Linked DNA regions of Mus musculus: region 2 is linked to region 1. A link is a contact called in public HiCAR-type data. All regions are on one chromosome and are shown on one strand. The core of a region is the stretch at or near the end of the contact, and the rest is flanking DNA. Distances in the headings are between cores, read along the strand shown. Region 1 has its middle 9.5 kb from the start of Gm11482. Region 2 has its middle 48 kb from the start of 8030451A03Rik.

Region 1 (5,954 bases), core at 2,351-4,850:
ATTATTGTCCAATCCCAGTATGTCAGAGCATGGGTACTGGAAGGGAACATTGATTTGACTCCCTTCCTCTACGATGAGGTTTTTGGGGAGTGTCAAAGCCCAGAAGTCGGAAGAGACCACCCCACAGGGGTCTCAGAGGGCCTCCAGGAGCATAACCCCTCATTCCTGCACACAGAGTGTGATGACCCCCACCACCACACACAGCTCATGTCTCTTTAAGTGGAAGCTTGCCAGTGCCCAGATGCACTAGCTCAGAACTCTTTTTACATCCACTTTCAGAAGAGAGAAAAAAAGACGTTCTATAGTATTTGTCTGGGGGCTGTAGCTCTTACATTTTGTCATATGGCCTAACTTCCATAAGTTTAGTAACTAGATTCCCTGTCTGGGTCTCTTGTTTCCATCCCTTTACCCTGTTCCCACATGGCTTAAGCTGAGATCTATCAATACACCGCCAACATCCCTTGTGTGTGCACGTGGATTGAGAGTGATAAGGGAGTGAACACATCTCCTCTCGACACTGGCACACTGTGAAATAGAAGAGGTCCCTGGGAGCAGGTCAAATCCTTGTCTTTCAGAAGCTCAGATGGGTCTTGGAAGGGTTGGCCTAGAGGTTGCTCTTCTGTTGGTTGAGTGATGGGGATGTCAGGGTGAAGTGATGACTTCTGATGAAGAGACTTTCTGGAGCTGGGAATCTCCTCTTAATCTCTTTTCTCAAACTCTTGCCTGAGGAACGTCTCAGTTCCTGCCCCACTTGCCTTAGTGTTAAGATCCATAGCAACTTTGTATGTGTGTGGTATACATGTATGTGTTCACGTGTATATGCATGTGTGTGAGGGCCAGGGCTCCATATTGGATGTCTTTCTCAGTAGCTTCCCACTTCGATTTTTTAAATTTAATTTTAATTGAAAATAAAGTTATTTTCATACAATATGCTCTTCTAATGGTTTCCCCTTCCATTTTACAGGTCCACCCTACTTACTCACCCTTTCAACTTAAAGCCCTTGTAATCTTAAGAAAAAAAAAAGACATAAAAAAATAAAACAAATAATGGTAAAACAAAAACAATAAAAACAAACAAAACAAAATAAAGAAAGAAACAAAATCCAAGAACGATTTTGTCAAAGGCCTTTTCTCTATCAGTTGAGATGATCGTGTCCCACCTTAATTTTTTGAGACAAGTTTTTTCACTGAGTCTGAAGCTCACCAATTTCCACCAGGTTTCGTGGGTACACTTGTCTCTGTCCCACCCAGCATTGGAGTTCCAGGGCACACCATTGAGCTTGCCTTTACATGGATACTGGGTGTCCAAACGCAGGTCCCCATGCTTACATGATAAGCACTTCTTTCTTGACTGAGCTATCTCCTCTTTACCCCGTTTTGATACTGGTGGGATGGAGATGACAACCTCCACTGTCAGCTGGGAGCTACCCCAGGGCTGAGTTTAGAGTGAGCCTTCAGAGAGTCCCCAAATCTCGTAAGATTGCCTTTAGATTCTCTTTTGAATTTCCTTGCTGTTGTGACATATCTAGTAGGTGTCACTCCAAGGGGTTGGGAGGGGAAAGGTGCAAGTCTCTGGGTCAGGCTTCTAGCCATACACTCTGAATAGAATAGACCCATAATTGTATCTGGACACAACTCTCACCACTGCAAAGCCATCTCTCCCCCATGCCTTATAAGAAATGGTCCAGGCATAAAAGCTGAGAACTTTAGCTCCCAAGAGTTCTAGGGACAGTAACTCTCAGACGCTGCACTGTGTACAACTCTGCAGCTGTGGACTTATGCAATGCTTTTATTTTCCTTTTGTAAGCATATTCATTTATTCTTATTGTTGCTTGTGGACCCCTGACTAGATCCCCTGTATTTTAAACATCTTGAGTTTTCTAGTATGCTGGGTAGTGATTTACCTTGTCAGCAAGCCTTTTTGTTCAGGTTCATAAAAGACTAGAGTATAAATGATACGTTATAGTGCCAGTTCACAATCTATGAATTAAATAAAATATTCCTATACCCCAGGATCTCTGGGCTTCCCCAATTGTCAGACTCCCAATTGTTTTGTAATTTTCTCCTCATTTCCATGTGGTGGTTGGAGGCTGAGCATTGGAAGAAAGAAAGAAACACAACAAAGTCCACAGCTCTTACTACCCCAGTGCCTCTTCTGAACATTCTGTAGAGAGAGACTAGGGGTGCTCCCAAACTGAGAATGTGGCAGAGCGGGGGGGTCGAGTTCCTCCCCATATGATTCAGCAGCAGACACACAGCCATATCAGGAATCAGAAGATGCACAGAGCCTAGCCAGGGGCTTCTTGAAGGTGACCCTGATGTAAGGTGCTGGGACACCAGCTCAGCATCATCTTATTGAGTTCCCTGTGCTTAGGTTACAATTCATGAGGCACTTCCCACTCTGACCACCACTTCTGCCCTGCTCTGGAGTACCTCCTGTGGAGTTGACTCTTACATTAGCCTCTCATGGATCTCATTTCGGCTGTCTTCTTTATGATTCCTTGGTCCTGTGGCCTGAGATTTGAGTCTACCCAAAATGGTGAACTCCAGGACTCAAAATCTGAACTTTCTCCATATGAAGTGGATTTGAGTCAGAAGGAAGTCTGTGACCTATTGTGGGCAAGAAGCAAATATTTTATACATATGTATGGGTATATAAATGAATAACTATGTGTATGTATATGTCTCTATCTGCATGTACATATATCTACATGTATATATACACCCATATATATATACATATACATACATACACACATACACACACACATCTATATATACATAAATGTCTGTATGTAAATACACACATGCACACACACATATATACCCATTCACATATACACATATATATGTATATGTGTATACACACACACATATAGGCTTGTAAATTTGTACATATAATACATAATATGTACATCCACATATATACATATATTATCTGCATGCATGTACATACACATGTACATGTATGCATACAAAGATGCATATCTATATGTGTACACACATCACATATATTACATATACCATAGCTATCTTTGTGTATACATATACATATGTATGTATGCTCATATAACCTAATGAGGGAGTGAAAGCAGAATGATTCACCTTCCTCTGGGAAGCCTGAAGGGAAATTACTTCTAGGTACCCTTGCTGTGACACATACTATCTCTGCTGTGGGATTGGCCTACTGAAACTCTGATGCACACAGGAAGTGAGGCATCATTTCTTCCCCATCCTTTTTCTGGAGCTTGCTGGTTAGATAGTCTAGCCAAAATGGTGAGCTCTAGATTCACTGAGAGACCTAGTTACCACACATGTGAACACACACACACACACACACACACACACACACACACACACACACACACACCTCTTTGATATACATTGATTTTGATGAAAGTCATATTATATTTAGAACTTATCATTTAGTAATCTGTAGCTTACTATAGAACAAATCTGCTGGCATTGTTAATGGATGAAGACTAGCAGGTTGTCATAACAACCTTCCTCCATCCTTCCAGCCTAAGGGCTGTGTTGTAGTCCCAGCTATTTCCTTTGTGGCTTCTGTTGTCATAGCTTTAGACTCTGGGGTTTTCTCTGCTTTCCCTAAAGGAAACAATTCTGCCAGCACTCTGTTTTTGAGTGATACTAGAAGCTCTGCTCATTGCCCTGTGTGTTCAGATTCACCACACCAGGGTGTGTGTGTGTGTGTGTGTGTGTGTGTGTGTGTGTGTGTGAGACTCTTCATTCTGCAGAGCAGTGAGGAGGGCTGTGTCAATGGTAGTGTTTGAGGATATCAATCCCTGGGCACTTCAGGTATTAACAGAGAGGACCACTCATAGGGCTGGTTGCTGTGCTTGCTTCCTGTCCACTCATTGGAGTTCAACTCTCCCAGTTCCATCTTTCAGTGTGGTCCAAGGCTAGTGGGACCTTCTATGACCAAAAGAAGAAATCCAGGCTTGGAGACCCAATCAGAGTAAGATGTTGGGAGTGTCTGATTCCCAGAGCAGTTGAGGTGTATATTCTAAGGCTCCCATCTTTCCGTAGGTGACTGAACTCCAGGACTCTCCTCACATGCACTTGTCTTTCCATCCATTTTGAGACAAGCTCTACAATAACTCCTTCAGGAGACACTCCCTTATCTACTGTGTTACACACGAGGCATAAATTCTCTCTCTCTCTCTCTCTCTCTCTCTCTCTCTCTCTCTCTCTCTCTCTCACACACACACACACACACACAGACACCCCTACATCAGAGAAGCATGGCAGGGGAGGCATATAGCAGGATGTGTTGTGGCTGTTTGAGAAATTCGTGCCTTGAGTCAGAGAGGATGTGAGTGTGAGGGGAATGGGGAGGCTTCTGTTCTATTCCTCCTTTCACCGGAGCATTCCAGTCTCCCTCCCTACTAATATCAGTAACAGCACATGAAGCTGTGGGACCAGAAAACTTGATTGATGGTGACTTGAGACCTGAAGCTTTATTTCATTCCTGTAACAATGAGTGGAGATGGATGGACCAACCCTGGACTCAGATAATCTGTCATTCTTTAGTCCTAGCTGCCCAGTAAGGTAACCATCAGCCACAGGCAGCGTTTTAAGTTTAGATGAATTGAAACGAAAGAAAAAGAATCTAGTGCTCAGGCACTGGCTGCTTTTCGAGTGACTTGTAGCTTCTTAATGAGCCACTGAAGATGTGCAGGGACATTTCCATCATGGCAGAAAGAGCTAGTGGGACAGCAGTTGAAGATGTAGTATCAGTTCAAAGAGAGAAGGATGGAGCAAGCCACACTGGTTCCTTTTGATCGAATAAGAAACTGTCTTCTAGAACTCATTTATTTTTTTTTTCCAGTTATAACACATTTACTTTATTGTGGATGATTTCAGCTTTGACATATTGGCATTAGCATTCTTGGGTTTCTTATTTTTTGGTTGGTTTTCATTTTTTTCTTTCCATTTTTTATTAGGTATTTAGCTCATTTACATTTCCAATGCTATACCAAAAGTCCCCCATACCCACCCACCCCCACTCCCCTACCCGCCCACTCCCCCTTTTTGGCCCTGGCGTTCCCCTGTTCTGGGGCATATAAAGTTTGTGTGTCCAATGGGCCTCTCTTTCCAGTGATGGCCGACTAGGCCATCTTTTGATACATATGCAGCTAGAGTCAAGAGCTCCGGGGTACTGGTTAGTTCATAATGTTGATCCACCTATAGGGTTGCAGATCCCTTTAGCTCCTTGGGTACTTTCTCTAGCTCCTCCATTGGGAGCCCTGTGATCCATCCATTAGCTGACTGTGGGCATCCACTTCTGTGTTTGCTAGGCCCCGGCATAGTCTCACAAGAGACAGCTACATCTGGGTCCTTTCGATAAAATCTTGCTAGTGTATGCAATGGTGTCAGCGTTTGGATGCTGATTATGGGGTGGATCCCTGGATAAGGCAGTCTCTACATGGTCCATCCTTTCATCTCAGCTCCAAACTTTGTCTCTGTAACTCCTTCCAAGGGTGTTTTGTTCCCACTTCTAAGGAGGGGCATAGTGTCCACACTTCAGTCTTCATTTTTCTTGAGTTTCATGTGTTTAGGAAATTGTATCTTATAACTTGGGTATCCTAGGTTTTGGGCTAATATCCACTTATCAGTGAGTACATATTGTGTGAGTTCCTTTGTGAATGTGTTACCTCACTAAGGATGATGCCCTCCAGGTCCATCCATTTGGCTAGGAATTTCATAAATTCATTCTTTTTAATAGCTGAGTAGTACTCCATTGTGTAGATGTACCACATTTTCTGTATCCATTCCTCTGTTGAGGGGCATCAGGGTTCTTTCCAGCTTCTGGCTATTATAAATAAGGCTGCTATGAACATAGTGGAGCATGTGTCCTTCTTACCAGTTGGGGCATCTTCTGGATATATGCCCAGGAGAGGTATTGCTGGATCCTCCGGTAGTACTATGTCCAA
Region 2 (6,596 bases), core at 588-3,087, 290 kb after region 1:
ATCAGATAGCAGTGGTACCTTTTGGTTGTTTTAAAATATTCTGACAAACCGTTCTGCAGGGAAGCTGCACCATTTTCCATCTTTGCCAACAATGTGCAAATGACCCTGCTTTTCGGGTCCTACCACCATTTGCCTTTCTTTTTCATTAACTTTGACTTTGGCTGTTTTGATTGATGTGCAATTATACTTTACTGCTGATAAGCTTGAGGGTTCTATGGCTAACGATGTTGAACGTTATTTTCATGTGCTTAGAGTCATTGGTATATCTTCTTTGGTGAAAAATGATTTAGTACTTTTTTTTCCTGGACTCCCTTCTACTGCAAGTTTTAAAATAATACTATAATTCAAATTAAAGTCTTCATTGAGATCATTTTGGTCTCACATATAATTATGAGAAATAATTAATATTACCTAAAAGGTGGATAATACAAGTGAATAAGGCTTATTTGAATATTTCTCCTACAAAATAAAAAAAAAGAGCCATAAGCATATGAAAAAATGCTCAACTTCATTAGCTATGTGGGAATTGCACATTAAAATCACTTGGCATTCATTCAAATGGTTATAATAAAAATGCAGATAAAATTAACTGTTGCTGACAGCGTGAAGAAATAAAAATATACTAACTACTGTTGGGGTGTAAAAAGGTGAAGATGTTTGGAAAACATTATGGTATTTTTCAAGAGTTAAACAGCTATTATCAGAAGTAGTCCCAAGAGGGAACTTATAGGTCTCACCTCTAACAGGAAGGCAGGGCATCAAGTGAGGGATGGGGTTGCCATCCTACGCTCACATCTATGTTCCTGTCTGAAAAAATTACAGGGATGGAAATGGAGAGGATCCTGAGGAATAGAAGTTCCAGAAACAGGCCCAAAGTGGGATCCAGCTCAAGGGGAGGTCCCAAGGCCTGACACTATTACTGAGGCCATGGAGTGCTCACAAAAAAGGACCTAGCATGACCTCACCCCAGAAGAGCCAACAAGAAGCTGAAAGAGTCAGATGCAGATATTTGCACCCAGCCAAGCAGCTGAACCCTGTTGTTGAATTAGGGAAGACTGAAAGAAGCTGAAGAGAAGGGTGATCCTGTAGGAGGACCAGCAGTCTCAGTTAATCTGACCCCCGAGATCTCTCAAACTCGGGACCACCAAACAGACAGCATATACAAGCGGATATGAGGTCCCCAGCACACATATAGTAGAGGACTTCTGGGTCTGTGTTCATTCAGAGATGATGTACCTAACCCTCAAGAGACTGGAGACCCCAGGTGTTGTTTAGAGGTCAGGTGGGGTGGGGGTGGTGGGGACTTCCATGTGGAGACTGGGGGGAGGGGAGGGGAGGAATTATGGGATGTGGAACAGTCAGAGGGTGGATAGGGTCGGGGGGAATAAATATGGAGTGTAAAAAATAAATTAATAATAATTTTAAAAAAAAATCTGTAACCACTTCATTTTCTGTAAAACACACCAGACAGCTTTCCTCTTCCTCCTGTCTCCTGATGAGAGGGACTTCTCCTCTCCTCCATGACTGTCCTCTTTCTTGGTGTCAAAGGGCACAATACTCCCCGGCCCACCAAGTAAGAGAAGTGATGGAATTGCTCTTACAGCTCATCCAGACTTTAGAACTACTACTTCAGAAGACTAAGAGATTTCTCACCAAAGCCAGGGGTAAGAATCCCGAGTTTCCACACTCCAATGTCTCCTTTCCCCAATTTCAGGCGCAATTTCTAGAACAGTTGTCAGAATTTTTTTTTTGACATGGTATTTATTGTGTTGCCATTAGCGAAGGCTCTCTGGAGAGGACTGGCAATGATTCATCTGTGCGAATCCCTGTTTTCATCGACTTGCGTCTGTGTGAGGGGACAGCCCCATGCAGCCTTCCACCTCATCATCACTTTGGTTTCTCTCAAAATATTTGCTCAGAAAAAGCCCAGTGTTTGGCTTCTGTTCACTTTGGGCTTCCAGGGGAATTTCCCCATTCTCCCCGGAGTCCAGGGTGAAGTCGCTTTACAGTTCGTTCACTCCTTACACAGCAAAGCAGACGGTGAGGCTGGCTCCAGAATGACCCTTATTGGATCAAAGACAGACTTAAGTGGAATCACTACATGCAGGACACCAGATGGATGAAGGAGAGGTGGTTATTATTCTGTATCTTATTGTGACCTCTATAAACCCAAACACCTGTTCTGTCTCAGGGCACTGCATGTTAATTCCACACTCACCCTTACTTAGCTCTTAAAACTCACCTGAGATTTGCCCATTTGAAATGTATCTTGTACATATAGATTCTGTATGATCCTCACTATGGCTGCCGAACTTGCACCTTATCACCCCTACTGAAAACAGCGCCCAACACCGCACTTGTGGTTACAATTAAATTTGACTTCCTGATTGTTGTGTGGTAAATGCTAATATCTGTCCCAGTGATTAACTCAGTATTCAGTATGCAGCAGGCAGCCCTTTGCATCCATAGTTCACTAAGTTCTCCTGATTCATATAGCTCAGAGATTCGAGGAGACTGAGATCACAAATGTAACCATGGTACCAATTTATGGTAAATACACACCTCCACTTCAGTCATGGTTTCCCAGATGTCTCCTATTGCCTTCAAGTTTACTCTTTCAAGTTGAGGTTTTTTACCTCTGTCGTAGTTTCTGTGATGAAAGGCAACATGGTAGAGAAAGTGTTTTATTTGTTTGTTTGTTTGTCTGTTTGTCTGCTATCTGGGCTCACAGTTCAAGGTCCTTCATGATGGTCAGACACATCAAGGCAGCAGGAGCTTGAAGCAGCTGGTCACCCACATCCACAATCAGAAGGCAGAGAGGGGCAAGGCATGGGAGTGCTTTGCTTCTTCTTCAGTTTCTACTGTTCAGGATCTGCTGCCCACAGTTAAGATGGTTTTTCCCATCTCACTTAATACAACCAAGGTAATCAACCACAGGCATGCTCAGGGTACCGTGTTTAAGGAACTCCAAGATTTATCCAGTTAGCAATTACCACTAACCATGAACATCTCCTTAGGATGAAAAAAGCCTTGAAAACTGATTGAGCAGGGTTGCTAAGGGGCACTAATCTTTTTACCTTCCATTTATTACGTTGAAAGCTTGGGTACATACCTCTGTACGAAACATGAAATTGGCTTAAATTGTATTAGTATGGCATCTCCAGAGACACAGAACCATCAGTTGTTTCAACCAATTGAAATATGGGCTGGGGAGAGGGCTAAGTGGCTAAAGTGCCCACCTCAAAACATGAGGACCCAAATGGTGCTTTCCCTCACCCATATAAAAGTTGAGAATGTCCGTATTTGTCTTTAACCCTCAATGATGAGACAGAGGCAAAAGAATGTCCAGAGTTTGTTGTGCAGTAGGTGTAAGCAGATAGTGAGCCCCTGGTTGAGTGAGATACCCTGTCCCAAACAATGTGAAAAGTGAGAAAGGAAGATTCCTAACATTGATATCTGGCTTCCTCATGCACACACACACACACACACACACACACTAAAAATATAGAAAAATAAACCAGTAAGATACTGTGTGTGAAAGAGAGAGGAAAGATAGATACAGATAGGTAGATAGATAGATAGATAGATAGATGGATGGATGGATGGATGGATAGATAGATAGATAGATAGATAGATAGATAGATAGATAGATAGATAGATAGATCTTAGAGAGAGTGAGGAGGCTGCCAGGCTCTAAGTCTGCAGAATAAGCTGGTAGGCTAGAGGGCCTGTGAAGATTTAATGGAGCACTTCAGGCATAAAATCCATCTGCTGGAAGAATTCCTTCTGCTGTGGAGAAGGTCAGTCCTCTCCTTAGTGCCTTGAACTCTCATGAGGCCACCTACTCTATGATGGCTAATGTGTTTTATCCAGTTAGCTTGTTTACATGGTAACCCATGCTGAAGATTTATACCTTCAAATCTACATCCAAACAGGTTTAACTAAGTACCTTTGGGCTCTATGATCTAGCCAAGTTGATCCATAAAATGAACCATTCTACCAGCATAGTGGTTTTTGGAAAGGGGACAGTGATGCTGAACGGGAAGGATAGAAAATTGAACCATCTTCCATTTAAGTTCCTCATTACTTGGGCATTTGGCCAAAAAAGGGAGCTTTAGATAAACAAAGGAGGCATAGCTGGTGGTTCTTGTTTGCCACAGTACAAGATGCTTTACACACATCAGTAGCACTTCCAAGCCAATATGGCAGTCAATGGCCAGGAGGTTCACCAGTCTCAAGGTGCCTTCTCAAACCTGCTCACTGTAGCTAGGACCAGGAACTGGGAGCTGAGGCACGAGTGTGGCCTGAATAGCTCTGTATTCTTCAAAGACTCCAGGTCCTTAGCCACACTTCCAGTGTGTCTAGAACAGTAGGGTGGAGTTAGGCTTTGCCAGATCACAGAGAGAAGGAGTGAAAGGCAGAGGATGTCAAGCTTCGCCTGTCATCAGCTTCAGTTACAAACACCAGCAGGGAAGTCTGCAATGAAGTAGATCAAGGTTACCAGCATCCATCAAACTTTGTGCTCCAGTGTCCTGATGTGTCCAGAGTACCAGATGCCACTGTGGGGGAAGAGTTAGGGGGTGGATACGTAGAATCAGAGTTTTAGTTTGGTTTTCATCGTTTTCTTCTTCCCTTCCTTCCCTCCCTGCTCCTCCTCCTCCTCCTTTTCCTCCTTCTCAATTATATAGGATTCTGCATTTAAAAAAATCATTTAGCTCAGATAACTGCTGGGTTGATGAGACAAACAGTAGAGCCATCAGAGGTGAAGTGCGATCGAATTTGTGAATCCCCCCCCCACCCCCTAAGTATGTGGTGAAGCCACGAGTTTGAAATCTGAGTCTCCATGGCTTCACAACAAACATTGGTGCTGCCTCCCAGTCCTGGTCAACCCTCTCACCCATGGTCCCACCCACCCCCATTCTGGTTAGTTCCCTCAGCTTTGTCCTACCCTTCAACCTGGCTCAGAAAGTATTCCCTGGTCAACCTAGGCTTACAAATACAGTGCACCTTCCATCAGTTCTTGAGACAAGCCACTGGTGTACTCCCATCCCTTTAAGTGTGGGGATGCTAAAAAGCACAGGAGAGTGGGAACAATGGTGTCATAGGTCTCACCATCATTCAGATCAACAGGGTTGGTCCTATTCCCCATTAGCCTCTGTCAGCCTCAGCTGAACACTGTAGATAACATTCCTCTTTTCTTTGCCCAAAACCTCTGGATCTATTTTCTTCTTCTCTCAGATGCTGCAGGTTCATGAACCTGACTTGGAGTTATCCACAAAAAAATTGTCTTTAAGTGTTCAGATGCATATATCCACGTAAAACACAAGTAATTAAAGTTGTGATACCTAACTGTACGTATATCTGATTGCTGAATGCCCTCCGTAGTCTTAGCTCTGAGAATACATATGAGTAACATTATAGAGTCAAATGCCATATTTCATTTATTCTCTATTTATTCAAAAGTGCAGGAGGCATCCTTGTGTTTGTCTTCGTAGATGGCTGTGTGTATCTCTTCAGGCTTCTAGTATGGAAGAGCTGAGCTGCCTTCTCATTTGTCTGGGGAGGTTATCACACTAGAGGATCAGTAAGTTGTGTATATGCTGGTCTCTGAACCTAGATACCTAGTTCCCGGAGGTTAAGGGCTGCATTTTATTCATCTCTGTATAGTCAGTGTCTGGCACATGATGCTGAGATAAATGAATAAACGAGATGTTGCCGTCTCTCACCTTGATTTTCCCAGCTAGCTTCATCCTTCAGTCTAACATGATAAGAATCAAGGGAATCCCCTGCGTGACTCTGTGACTCTGCCATGCATGTCACTTACAGCTTCTCTGTCACTTACTGCACGTTTGTCTTACAAGTGCCATCACTGAGTCCTTCCATTACACAGCCAGGTACCACTTGAAAACAGGTGTGTTCGAATCCTGAGCCCAGAGCCTCATCTTCTGTTTTGCCAGCACTCAGTCAGTACCTTCTGAACCAAGGAACTGGGCTGATTTTTGCCTAAATGGACATGACATCAGGTCCTGCACTCACCTCTCCAGCAAGCTGTTTTCCCCATCTGAATCTGGGGAAATCACCTTTGTTGATGATCCCACAGCTTCAGTGGCTTGACGCACATCCTCTGCCTTGTGCTCTGTGCTACCTGTCAGAGTTCTAAAAATGCTAAAAGGGATGATTTGATTCAAGTGAGGCCAAGCTCTTAAGTTTAGAGATGGAGCAGAGGAAATGTTCTCAGAATGATGTCATGTAAGAGAAAACTATGCTGAAGGTCAGTACCAGGTCTCCTGTTAGACATTGGGTTTTCTGATAAGGTCAATTTCTTTAGTAGAGAAGAAGACTGGGTTGTGTCTATCCTGTTATCCTTTGATCTTGGGAGGAAGGAAGGAACATTAGGCAAAGACTGGGGATTGGAAGCACACAGAAAGCTTATGCTGCTGATGAAGTGTAGCTTAGAAAGTGCCAGATGGAAGCCCTAATTGATGCTGAAAATTTTTTGACCATAAGAGAAAGCAGACTGAATATGGAAGGACTCTACTAGACAGAATAGACAGAAATCAGCAGCTCTACCCAGCCAGTGACATGGTGCGTTGACA

Evidence for each region. HiCAR-type assays count read pairs that join an accessible place to other places.
Region 2: a HiCAR-type map of Th17 cells shows a contact between it and region 1, with 5 times the contacts expected there. The contact joins two enhancer-like sites. A contact is called at or near these places in 7 of 484 Hi-C or Micro-C datasets (the C2C12 cell line, CD8 T cells, the CH12 cell line and 4 more) and 4 of 115 datasets of contacts at active chromatin or transcription factors (CD8 T cells, Th17 cells, effector CD8 T cells and 1 more).

What each region holds. Positions count from the first base shown.
Region 1 is chr4:63,640,976-63,646,929 of GRCm38.p6, forward strand. No RefSeq gene overlaps it. Among named protein-coding and RNA genes, the nearest start is that of Gm11482, 9.5 kb to the left of the region's middle. Within about 2 kb of position 3,601, at least 13 of the 459 cell types and tissues checked have an H3K27ac peak or open chromatin away from gene starts, as enhancers often do. A contact at or near this core is called in Th17 cells, where this site is marked.
Region 2 is chr4:63,933,629-63,940,224 of GRCm38.p6, forward strand. No RefSeq gene overlaps it. Among named protein-coding and RNA genes, the nearest start is that of 8030451A03Rik, 48 kb to the right of the region's middle. Within about 2 kb of position 1,838, at least 10 of the 459 cell types and tissues checked have an H3K27ac peak or open chromatin away from gene starts, as enhancers often do. A contact at or near this core is called in Th17 cells, where this site is marked.